Regions from separate parts of the Drosophila melanogaster genome. Here region 1 is linked to region 2. A link is a contact called in public targeted proximity ligation data. All regions are on one chromosome and are shown on one strand. The core of a region is the stretch at or near the end of the contact, and the rest is flanking DNA. Distances in the headings are between cores, read along the strand shown.

What was found.
Region 1: a contact with region 2 is called in a targeted proximity ligation map of the Kc167 cell line, with 3 times the contacts expected there. A contact is called at or near these places in 35 of 107 Hi-C or Micro-C datasets (the Clone 8 cell line, the D17-c3 cell line, the Kc167 cell line and 12 more) and 5 of 7 datasets of targeted methods (the Kc167 cell line and the S2 cell line).

What each region holds. Positions count from the first base shown.
Region 1 is chr3R:31,679,232-31,684,136 of dm6, reverse strand. It overlaps lncRNA:CR44091 (long non-coding RNA:CR44091), which reads left to right and starts at 3,118. Exons shown (of 2, transcript NR_074070.1): 1 at 3,118-3,183; 2 at 3,242-3,541. It overlaps CG11550, which reads left to right and starts at 4,257. Exons shown (of 5, transcript NM_143625.2): 1 at 4,257-4,614; 2 at 4,697-4,804. The coding sequence starts at 4,340.
Region 2 is chr3R:31,606,991-31,612,503 of dm6, reverse strand. Med (Medea) reads right to left here and starts at 1,458. Exons shown (of 9, transcript NM_170560.2): 1 at 760-1,458; 2 at 257-525; 3 at 1-170. The coding sequence starts at 823. CycG (Cyclin G) reads left to right here and starts at 1,526. Exons shown (of 6, transcript NM_001276217.2): 1 at 1,526-1,623.

The DNA.
Region 1 (4,905 bases), core at 1,869-4,368, 70 kb before region 2:
AAGTCAAGTGCTCGTTTCCTTTCCTTTGCTTTCCCTTCGCTGAGTTTCGTTCTCTTAAGTTGCAAGTCTTCGAGAGGAGATGGTGCTGGCCGGGGTGCAGCACTGGCAGGAAATATTGAATTCATAATTATGTAGATAGGAGTTCTTGATATGCGCATATTTTTACGATGCACTGTTGCTTTTGGCTGCCACTAATTAGGGCGCGGCGCATCTTCTCAAGCGAGTCCAGCAGGGTGGACTGTCTGGAAGGAATGTTTAGCGACTTCCGAATATCCTAGCAGCCTGCACTCCCCGATACTCAAACTGCAACCACCCCTGGATGACAACACTTATGTAGTCAAACGATCACTTCACACTAGGCGAACACAAGAAGGAAGAAGACTCTACCGACGGTCCACTGAGATTCCACCACCATTACCATTTCCATTACCCCGCTTGTCAGGGTGATTGTAACGTCTGTCTGGCCGAGGGTTGCTAGACCATCTAATTATCATTTTTTAACGTTCAGGTGTCGCAGTCAAAGTCATCATCAGGTGTTCGCCCGTTGATGAATACGAGAGTTCCTTGCTCGTCTTCTGCGGCTTAAGGATTCTCGAGACGCACGACCGGTCTTCCTTTGTTTTGGCTTTGGCGATCAGGGTTCGGGGATCGGGGATCGGGCTCCGGTGTCACAGCTCCTTTTCGTTTTTGTTATTCCAGAGGGCACTAATGCATTGTGCTGCCTGTTCCTTTGTGCGATCGCTGAGTGGATGGATGGTTGGAATGGATTGGAATGGATCGCTGGTGCCTGAGGGACGGGCTTTGTTTGGCATTCACTTGTAACTGACTTTGGTTGGCTTTTCGAGGGCCATTTAGGGCAGGGCACACTGGCAAAAACTTAGGGGTGCTGTTTCACATAAAATAATGTACCTAGGAACGGTAATTCTCTATATATTATACTTTTGGTCACCGATTTTGCTCAGTGCTGGGCAGAGCAACCCTCGGATAGCGGAGTGCTTGTGCGGCATCCTGTTGCTTGCTGTTGCATGAAACAGGATGCCAACGAGCGTGTAATGCCCTGTTACCCCCGATCCTCCACCCCATCCCAAGGCCGCACCCTCCACCCCCGCGAATCGAAGGCAATCGAGTGCGTTCAACTGTTGCTGCTTGATTTCCAATTTGAATGCTTCGAAGGAAGCGATAATTGGATGGATATTGCTGTTGATTCCTCTTCCTGTTCGGCTGGGAACCAAAGCAATTTAATGGCATTTCAAACAGTCATTTCCCTGGGCGAAGTTGCACTTAACTCAAGGTTGCCAAGCCCCTAACAAAACACCCATTGCCGGCTTGCAAATGCGGCGCACAAAATACAAAACAGAAACGCGAAAAAGACCAAACAAATCAAAATCAATTTGTCAAGCGACACTTGCCACCGTAAATAAAAGTGGCCAGCAGCAGCACAAAAAGCGGCAACACCGCCGACCGCAACAGCAACTTCAGGCTTAAAAAAAAAGACATTCGAACGGCAATCAGAAATCAAAACAAAAACCGCTAAAATAACACAAAAAGAGCCACACACCGAATAAAATACAATCGAAACCCACAAAAAAGGCGCGCATGCGCAAAACGAGTTTTCGACTCGCAGAACAATTGAAGCTTTTTCAGCCGGCGAGCGACGAAAGCGTGGTTGGGTTGGATAGGAGTTGCCCCAACCAATCCCCGTTAATTGTTAGAGCGCACTTAGGACCACAAGGTGCCAGGGCGGGCGGCACACTGCCCAAAAAGTCGTACTCCTTGCACATTCAATACCCCTTCGAATCGAATTCTAAAGCCATTTGATCTAGAGCTCTGCAAGTAGAATTGCGTATGATTTATCATATTATAAAATTGATTTGGAAATGGAAGATACTGTTTTTCCTGTGTACAAGTGAGTCAGGGCTGTGCGATCGATCGACAATTGAAATGGACAACCGGAGCTGGACAGGATCCGCTGGCCACGGAAAGGGGATCTGGGGCAGGGGGCACATGCAAATTGCTGTAAGCCGCCGCGACAACTTCATTTGTTCAACGGAGCTCTGGTGGGCAACGGAAACGCAACCGTTGGCCAGAAAGGGGGCCGTCGAGTGGGCTGGGGAGTGGCCGGCAGTTGGCATCGGAGTGGGGACGGGGATGGGAGTGTGGATGGGAGTTGATGCACGTCGTCTGCCCAATTGAGGTTAAGTAATGCAGTCAAATGCGTGAAAAATGGCCAGGCAACAAGCAACAGCCGAAGCCGGCAAAAGTTCGGAGTAACTGGGCGGGGTTCCAGGATGGACTGAGCACCGGAGTCCCAGAGAGGCGACCTGCACGTAGGACTCGGTGCGTGACGGCAACTTAAAAAGAACGCACGTCGTCAAACGATGTTGTCACCACCATGCGATCATCATTACCATCACCGTCGTCGTGGTCTTCGGAAACCTGATCCGCGATTAGCATGCAGGCATTCCTGCGATTGATTTTTGTGGGTCACCAATGCGAATATTGAAGTGCGCCTGCCGGTCCGTTGCTCATTTGTTGGCAGACTGCAGTTACCCAATTGGTAAACCGGGTCAGGATGGTTTTTGCCAATCAACAAATAAATACCTTCTAATCTTTTATAACAGTCCTATACTCTATAACGACTGTATTAACCCCAATTCAAAACCCACCTGAGAATTCATCCCAAACTCTGCCCATGCCAATGATGTTACCCTTGCCACGGATCATTGAGTGCACCTGACCCCTACGTGCAAGTCGAGCTGCGAATCAAGCTCGGACTTCGGGCTGTGTAATTAATTTGGAATTGGCACCTAGTTTGACACTCGGGGCTGACACCACGACACCAGCCCCCAGCAGTTCGAAATGAACAGAAGTCCACAACTCCTCCGCCGCCTCCGCCTCCTCCTTTCTTCAATCACCATCCCGCAGCTTCCACTCCTCGGGCTCGCAAACAGGTTGCCATTGGCAGCAAACATTTGCTGTTGCCGTTTGCTCTTTGCGCGCGGCTTCTAATCCGTTTGGAATTTCAGACACGCCAAAGTGGCGCACCGGCTGTTTTAACCGAGCGAAGCATGCCACAATCACACTGTGAAAAAATCTAAATAACTTTGAAAAGCAGCCACTTTTTGATTACTTTAAAATTCTGGTAATATGGGTAACACATATTGTAATATGATTTTACCGACTGTAAGTACAAATTACCCACTTAAAACAGACAAAATGCTTAAGTGATCGTTTTTCCCAGTGCACGGATCAGGCTGCAGGCACAGGCTGCCTAGCCAGTTTGGATTTCTGACCGGCTGAGTGGATGCCTGGTGTCTGCTGTTGGCAAAATGTCAAGTGTCTGCCGCGGAAATGAGGCCGTTGTGGCAGCTAGACTCCGCGGATAAAGTCCAAGTAGAAGTTGCCACACGTACTTGCAGTGCAACTCGAGGAACTCGCTAAAGTTGACATCTTATTTGGCGAAGGATTCTTCAAATGTGCAATTTATTGAGCAACCAATATAAACAAACCACATTGGATTGGACTTTTAAATAAATTAATTAAAAACTGTGTTTGATAGTTCAATAAATGAGCTCTACTTGGCCTTTAAAGTTACATTATTTGACAACCGATTCAGTACACGAATATTATGTATACGCCATGTACACAACTATATGACCACATATTACTCTTAAAGATTTTAATCTTCATTTAGCGCTATGCGCCTGTATGTATGTATATGCACAAAAATCATTTTCTTTCATCAGTCAAGCGTCGCACATTGGATTTGATGAAGGAGCTGAAATCTCCCGATCTTCCGAGCACACGCCATGCGAAATAATAACAGACCCCTCGTCATGGATCGGCCGCCCAATCACTTGATCACATGTTATGCAATCCCGAAGAGAGGGAAAAATATAATGATAACCGTACGGCAGAGCAGGCGAGTAAAAATGCATTTTCACGCAGCCTGATGGAGGCGAAGTGAAATGAACCGAAGATAAATACACTGGAAAGAATAATAAAGTTTCAAATTCAAATAGTTGATGTACTGGAGGAAAAACTAAATTAACAAAAATCTAGAGTTTTTTTTCGTGTGACCAGCGATTGCCACTGCCAGTTTTTACTGAACACATGCTAGTCCCAACTCCCCTCCCAAAAAGCCCCAATTCCCCATCTCATCCCGAACACACGGAATTGCATGCCGAATTCCCGAAGCGAAGTCAGACGGCCAACCAGTTTCACTTGCGAAAGCAACCAGCTTCCATTTCCATTTCATTCGAGAGTTGACCGCGCTCAATCGCGTTTCGGGCCAATTAGCGCAACGATCAGAAGTAAATCCTCGGCGCAGTCGACTACGATGAAGGAGGCCAACTTGGAGGATCAGTATGCCAGTTTTCCGGAGATCAGGCGACCGGAGGTGCTGAAATTTCTGGACTGGATCCACGCGCAGCCGCACATCTCGGATAGGTTTTCCGAGGGCGAGGCACTGCACTTCTTTCACGCCTGCCGCTACAGCATGGAGGTGGCCAAGCAGGTCCTGGACACCAATCTCACGGCCCGCACCCACCTGGAGGAGTTCTTCGTGAACCTCGATTGCGAGCGGCCCGAGATCAGGCGCGCCATGCGAACAGTGTGGGTATTATTCAGGCCAAGCCTTTCTTTAAATTCCGTCAATTGTGCGTTTACCCAATATGATTTCCTTATATGTGGACAGCTCTATTGTTCCCCTGCCAGGAGCCACTCCCGAAGGATACCGGGTGATTCTCGCCAAGCTTGATGACCTGAATACCTCAAATTATAATTTTGCAGATGTCATGAAGCTGTGAGTACGAACATGTAATTTTAGTGGATCAAGGAAGAAGATTCTCTTAATATCGTCACCAAACTAAGAAAATCCTGATAGACCCTCCCAAGTAAAATAGC
Region 2 (5,513 bases), core at 209-2,708:
CCCGGAGAGACGACGCGCTCGTAGTGGTAGGGATTCACGCACACCGAGTCGCACTTGAGATCGAAGGCGAAGGCGCAGTACTTGACGTGCTTCAGCTCGTTCTTGTGCAGGTCAGGCCAGCGCCAAATCCGGGCGTATATGACGTGCGGAAAACCCTTGCGTCCAGCAACCTTCGATAGAGAATGGTAAAGTGGTAAGTTCATTGCTTATACACATTATCAAATTCGATGCAGAAAGTCTGAGAGACTCAACCTACCTGCAAGCGACCATCGAGGGTGCGCTGTATGGTCACGCACTTGCTGGGATGGGCTCCGTTCGTGGTGATGGCCGTGATCAAGGAGTCCAGTTCGTCGCGCTTCTCCTTGAGCTTTTTGACCAGCGACTCGATGGCTCGCTTGGCAAATCCCTCGCTTTCGCCGCCCTGCCGATGGCACATCAGCGAGTGGACGATGCTCAGACAGGCGTCCGCCGATGTGGGGGCGTTCGAGGGCGGCGGCGGCATTTGCACCATGTCCCGGACAATTACTGCAGATGGTGGGGGTAATTAGCTCTGAGTTTTTTTAGTAGATCAACGGATACTGTACAGCTCAATCCAATTTCATTTTAAATTTCAAAGAGTTTCAAGTTTATCAACAGTAAATAATAATGCTACGGTAAGATTTAGGATTGTCCACAATACTTGGCCACAAATCGATTTTAGAATAACAACTCGAAAAGGAGTTCACTATGACTGCTGCTCCTCTAGAGAACTTCACTTACTGTCCTGCGGGGCTACGGCGCCGTACATGTGGGCGGGCGGACACGCCCCCGAGCCGCCGCCCATGCCAAAGTCCTGGGCGAGCGAGCCCAGAGTGCGAGCATGGGCATCCACGGCGGCGTTGTTGCTGGATCCGGATCCGGAATGGGGATCGTGAGCGGCGGAGAGCGGAGTGGGGATCGTACGGTGGCTGGAGCAGGCGTAATCGAAGCCGGCGGCGGGCAAAAACAAGGCGTAGAATCACTGGCCAAAGAAAAGCCAAACAAAGGCGGCACGCGAATGTGAGCACAAAACAAACGGCGGCTGGATGGCTTTGTGTGAGTGGGCTTGGGGGGTGTTGCACACACGCATACACACACACACGCGCGCGCTGAACTAACTCGACTTGAACTCCCACAAAGTTGGCGTAATTTCCCTGCGAAAACTCTCCTCTCCTTCGTCTTCTCCACCTCCTTCTTTACGCACACTGGCACACGCACTGCACACACACACGCCCAGCGAGAAGTTTCCTGCTCAAATCCTTGGTAGAGACTGGCTTTTACTGTTTTTCGTGGAATTTCATAGTTTGCACTTAATTGGCTGCTTGGGAAACTCGAAAGTACAATTTTCCGCCCGACGAAATCCAGTTTTCCAGCCAATTTGCCTTTTTTTCCTTTTTTATTTTGTTGCGGCTGTGCAGAGTGACCGTTTCGCGATACAACATGGGCGGGCGTTGCCAGATGGGCAAAGCGCGAAATACCTACCTTGGATTTTTACAAACACCTAGTTTGGTCAGTTCTCGAAGATTTGATTTGAGAATAAGTTTATATTTTTTGGAAATAAGAAGCAAGAAAAGCAGATACTGATCAAAACGCAGAGGCATCCGGGTAAGTGCCATGAGATTTGTTACACCGACTTACACTCATTTCGCGGGCTGTTCAGTGCGTAAAACGAACTTTTTGAAAGGCCGAAAATCAATCGCCACGCGTTTTTTCCCATTCGCATGTGTGTGTGTGTGTGACGAAATTGAGGAAAGTTTCTTATCGTTGAGATTGGGGAAAATCGAAGGCTGAACATCTTGTGCAACAAGTTAATTGATGTTTTCGCATTCCCATTGAAAAGTTTCTTTCCATTGCTTTAATTGCTAAAATTCATTCATAAAAAATTGCCGTTGATGAGTCGTTTGTGTGACAGGTTGTTTCTAGAAATATGCATGTGTGTGTAGTGGGGCCTGAAATAGACCACCCCCTTCCCCTCTTCTCTTGAAAATGTTCACTTGGCAACAGTAACGAATTTCCTTTTCGCCGGAAATGCATTTCTCCGGCTTTTGTAAAACAGTTTGCTGCGTAGTTTCCATCTTCAAAATATCTTATCAAAATGCGTAATTTCAACGCTTATCTGAACGGAATTTCGATTTGCGGCGTACATATGTAAATATGTTTATATTTTGGCAATGACATTGATTGTGAAATTATGTGTGGGAAGTTTGCGATTCCCTGCCAAAACAGAAGCTTCCATTTGTAATAGTAATTTGGGAACTCAATTTAACTTCGAGGATTTGTTGCCCTCATATTTTTTAATTCCCTAACTAATTAAATCACTTGTCATAAAATTGTCTACATCCCGCATTCAGAAGCATAAAGTTATTATTTAATCCCTATCAGGCTTACGGTGTTGAAAATTGTTCGACACCAAAAAGAATTATTGCGGGCTTATTTGAGTTCGGTGTTCAAAATTGTTCGACATCAAAAAAGAATTATTGCGGGCTTATTAGGGTTCGATAACATTACAGCGAAATGTTAGTTAACAGAGAGAATCGAATAACATACACATCGATAGTGAGGGACTATCGCTTCCGCTGGCTTAGGGTATTTTATAGTACAAATTTCAGTTCGCACCAAATCTGTGGAACTTGTAGGCCTACTGGTAACACTGGTCGCTCACAATATTCTTCATTCGTAAAAAAACAACAAAGCGGAGAAGTACCGTTTTTGCGAGCGCGAGTGTTTGAATGTGTTTGTTTGCTTAGGAATAGAAAATAGAAATTGAAAAGGACCAAGTGCAAACGTACAAAGCTTTGCTAAAGCAGAACTAAAAAAAATCAGCAGGAGGAAAATGCACAGCTGATGGAGAAAAGTCCCAAGCACCTTCAGCCCAGTGTGTGTGGGAAAAATCGATCCGCAGACGGGAAAAATTGAGGATAAAATGCCAGCCTAATAAACAGAGTTCCAATTGTGATACAAACGCAGTACAAATTAGTTAACAACTAGCTTAAATGGCCAACGACAAGGTTTTATAGCTAACTATCTGACGCAATTGAATAAGCGTAAAGCTGCCAGCCAATTTATTCACTTATTTTCGAGTGCAATAGAAGCAAAAATTCACAACTAAACAAAGTTCATCTCAACATTCCTGCGCAACACAAAACAACAAAATGGCTGTAAAAACGTAAGAAAATGCTAAATTTATTTAAGAGTGGAAAAGTCGATAAAATGCAAAAAGAGAATCAAGGTTTTTTTCTTCATCTATCAGATGATTTTGTTTGTAGGAAAAAAGAAATTATATTAGGCATACATACAAAATTCGTTCATTTACGTGTTTGTTTCGCTTCCATTTGTTTCACAGCTGTTTGTCTGGTGTTTGTGTGTGTAAGCGAGAGAGTGGATTTGGGGTCCGCTATTCGTAGGTCGTTGCTTACAGAGTGAGCGAGAGGGTCGAACGAGGGGTGGGCGAGGAACTATGCTGCTTGCAGTGGTATGTGTGTTTGAGGGGCTGTGCTTTTTATGCAAGCTGTACAACATACATATGTAATGAGACTAATGTACGCCTTTGTTTCCTTGGCACCGCCTTATTCGCCTAGAAAACCCATTCCTATTGCCTTCCCCCATTTGCATATCTGTTTTATTTCCAATTTGCGTCAATTGTTTTACTTCATATTCCCCTTTTCCTTTGTTGTTCTCCCCACAATTTGTGTGTTCCGCTTCCAAAGTTCCCTTGCCATCGTACACACACGCGAGCTGCAAACAAAGACTTTGTATGTGTGTATGTTGTTCCCATTCGGATTTTTACCTCATACACACACTCACACCAGCACAGCAACTTGATTGGTTTGGGAGTGTGCGTGCTCTGGCTTGGAATTGCGTCAGCCAAAAATAAAATATGTGCGACGGATAAAACTACTTGTTTTCGTTTCAAAAACACTTTTGCTCATTTTAGGAAGCAACTTGTTTCTGGAAAACACAAGTAACAACTGCTATTACATTCCGTTTTGTACCCCGTTTCTCCTGATTTCACCTTCAGCGCATTTACTTTGTTTTCTGGGTCATATTTGTTGATTTCAATTTGTTGCGCAGTCGCAAAGTCGCGCAGAATTGCTTAATTTGTTGATTTTCATATTTTCCATAGCCTCCAAAATAATATAAATACAACGCATAAAACGACCCCACGCACGCATACTAATGAAACAGTTGGGTTGGTGTGGGTGTGTGGGTGTTGCTGTACCGTTGTTTTATTTATTCCTCTCCACACTTGTTTACATGTAAAAAGGTCTCTTCTATTCTCTGCCTACCTTCTTTGTGGAATGAATAGAGATGGGAACGGGTGTGAAAAGGGGAGAATTCATCATTAACCCTTAGGTGGGCAATGTCCAACTATTTGGGTCACGTCTACTAAGTAAGTCGCTTTTGGAATAAAGAGATTAACTTACAATTCCCGTTTATATATTCCCCTAAAGCCATTGAACCAAAATGATTAGTTTAAGGCTAAATAACCCGAAATCCAGCTGACATCTATTTGGCTTCCACTTGTGGTTAGGGTGGCGCCTTTTTAGCAGATATCGTCTGCTTTCTACCTGTTTTCTTCGATTTCAGTATGCCATGAAATTCGTGTGTCTGCAAAACGACAGACGGCCCAAAGTGAAATTCAATGCCAACACTTGAGAGACAGCTGACCATCCCAAAAAGCCATATGTACATATATACCACGATTCCCATTCCCGGAGATTCAAAGCCAGAAAACCCAGAAAAAGCACTCAACTGAACCGATTTCAACCCCCTTCCCTTCGACTTTCCCCCCATTTCCAGCTCGTGCCAGGCGACTTTTCGAGTCCCACCCCTTTCTAATTGAATTTCACGAAAGGTGACGAAATAAATCCCATGGTCCCGACTGCAGCTGCCCTTTCCCTCTATTTGCACTGCAGCTGCTCTCCTCTGGAGGCATTTCTATGGGTTTTGTGACAAATGCGATAAGATCGAGCCGCTTTATCTATCGAACCCATGTACTTACGTCATGGAATGTTACGAAACGTCCGCCTCTTCTCCGATAAGCGAATCCCGGTCTATAAGTCATCAATGGGATTGCAGTGTACCACCAGCCAGTTATCTAAATGTCAGCCAAAGGAACCTTGGATATAGAACGCGTGTACAGGGAATACAGCCTACAGTCGTAATTAAGCCCATGCGATAACTTGAGGCCAGCAATTACGCCGATAAACATAGAAGCCTCTATAGGGAGGAAATTTTCTCCAATTACGCCTGGAAAATTTCCTGCGGAACATGAGCTTTGCTATTTACTTGGTCGAGGGATCCTCTTGCACTTGGATACACGAATATTTCTAAAAGTACCCAAACAAATGCAATTTCTGATAGCATGGTAACCCAGCTCTTCAGGAGAATGAATCATTAGACCACTGCCTTTGTGTTCGATCATATATATTCAAAAAACCAACTAGCGTCCCCGTCCCTTTGTTATTTTGGGACTTTGAACTACGACTGCGTTG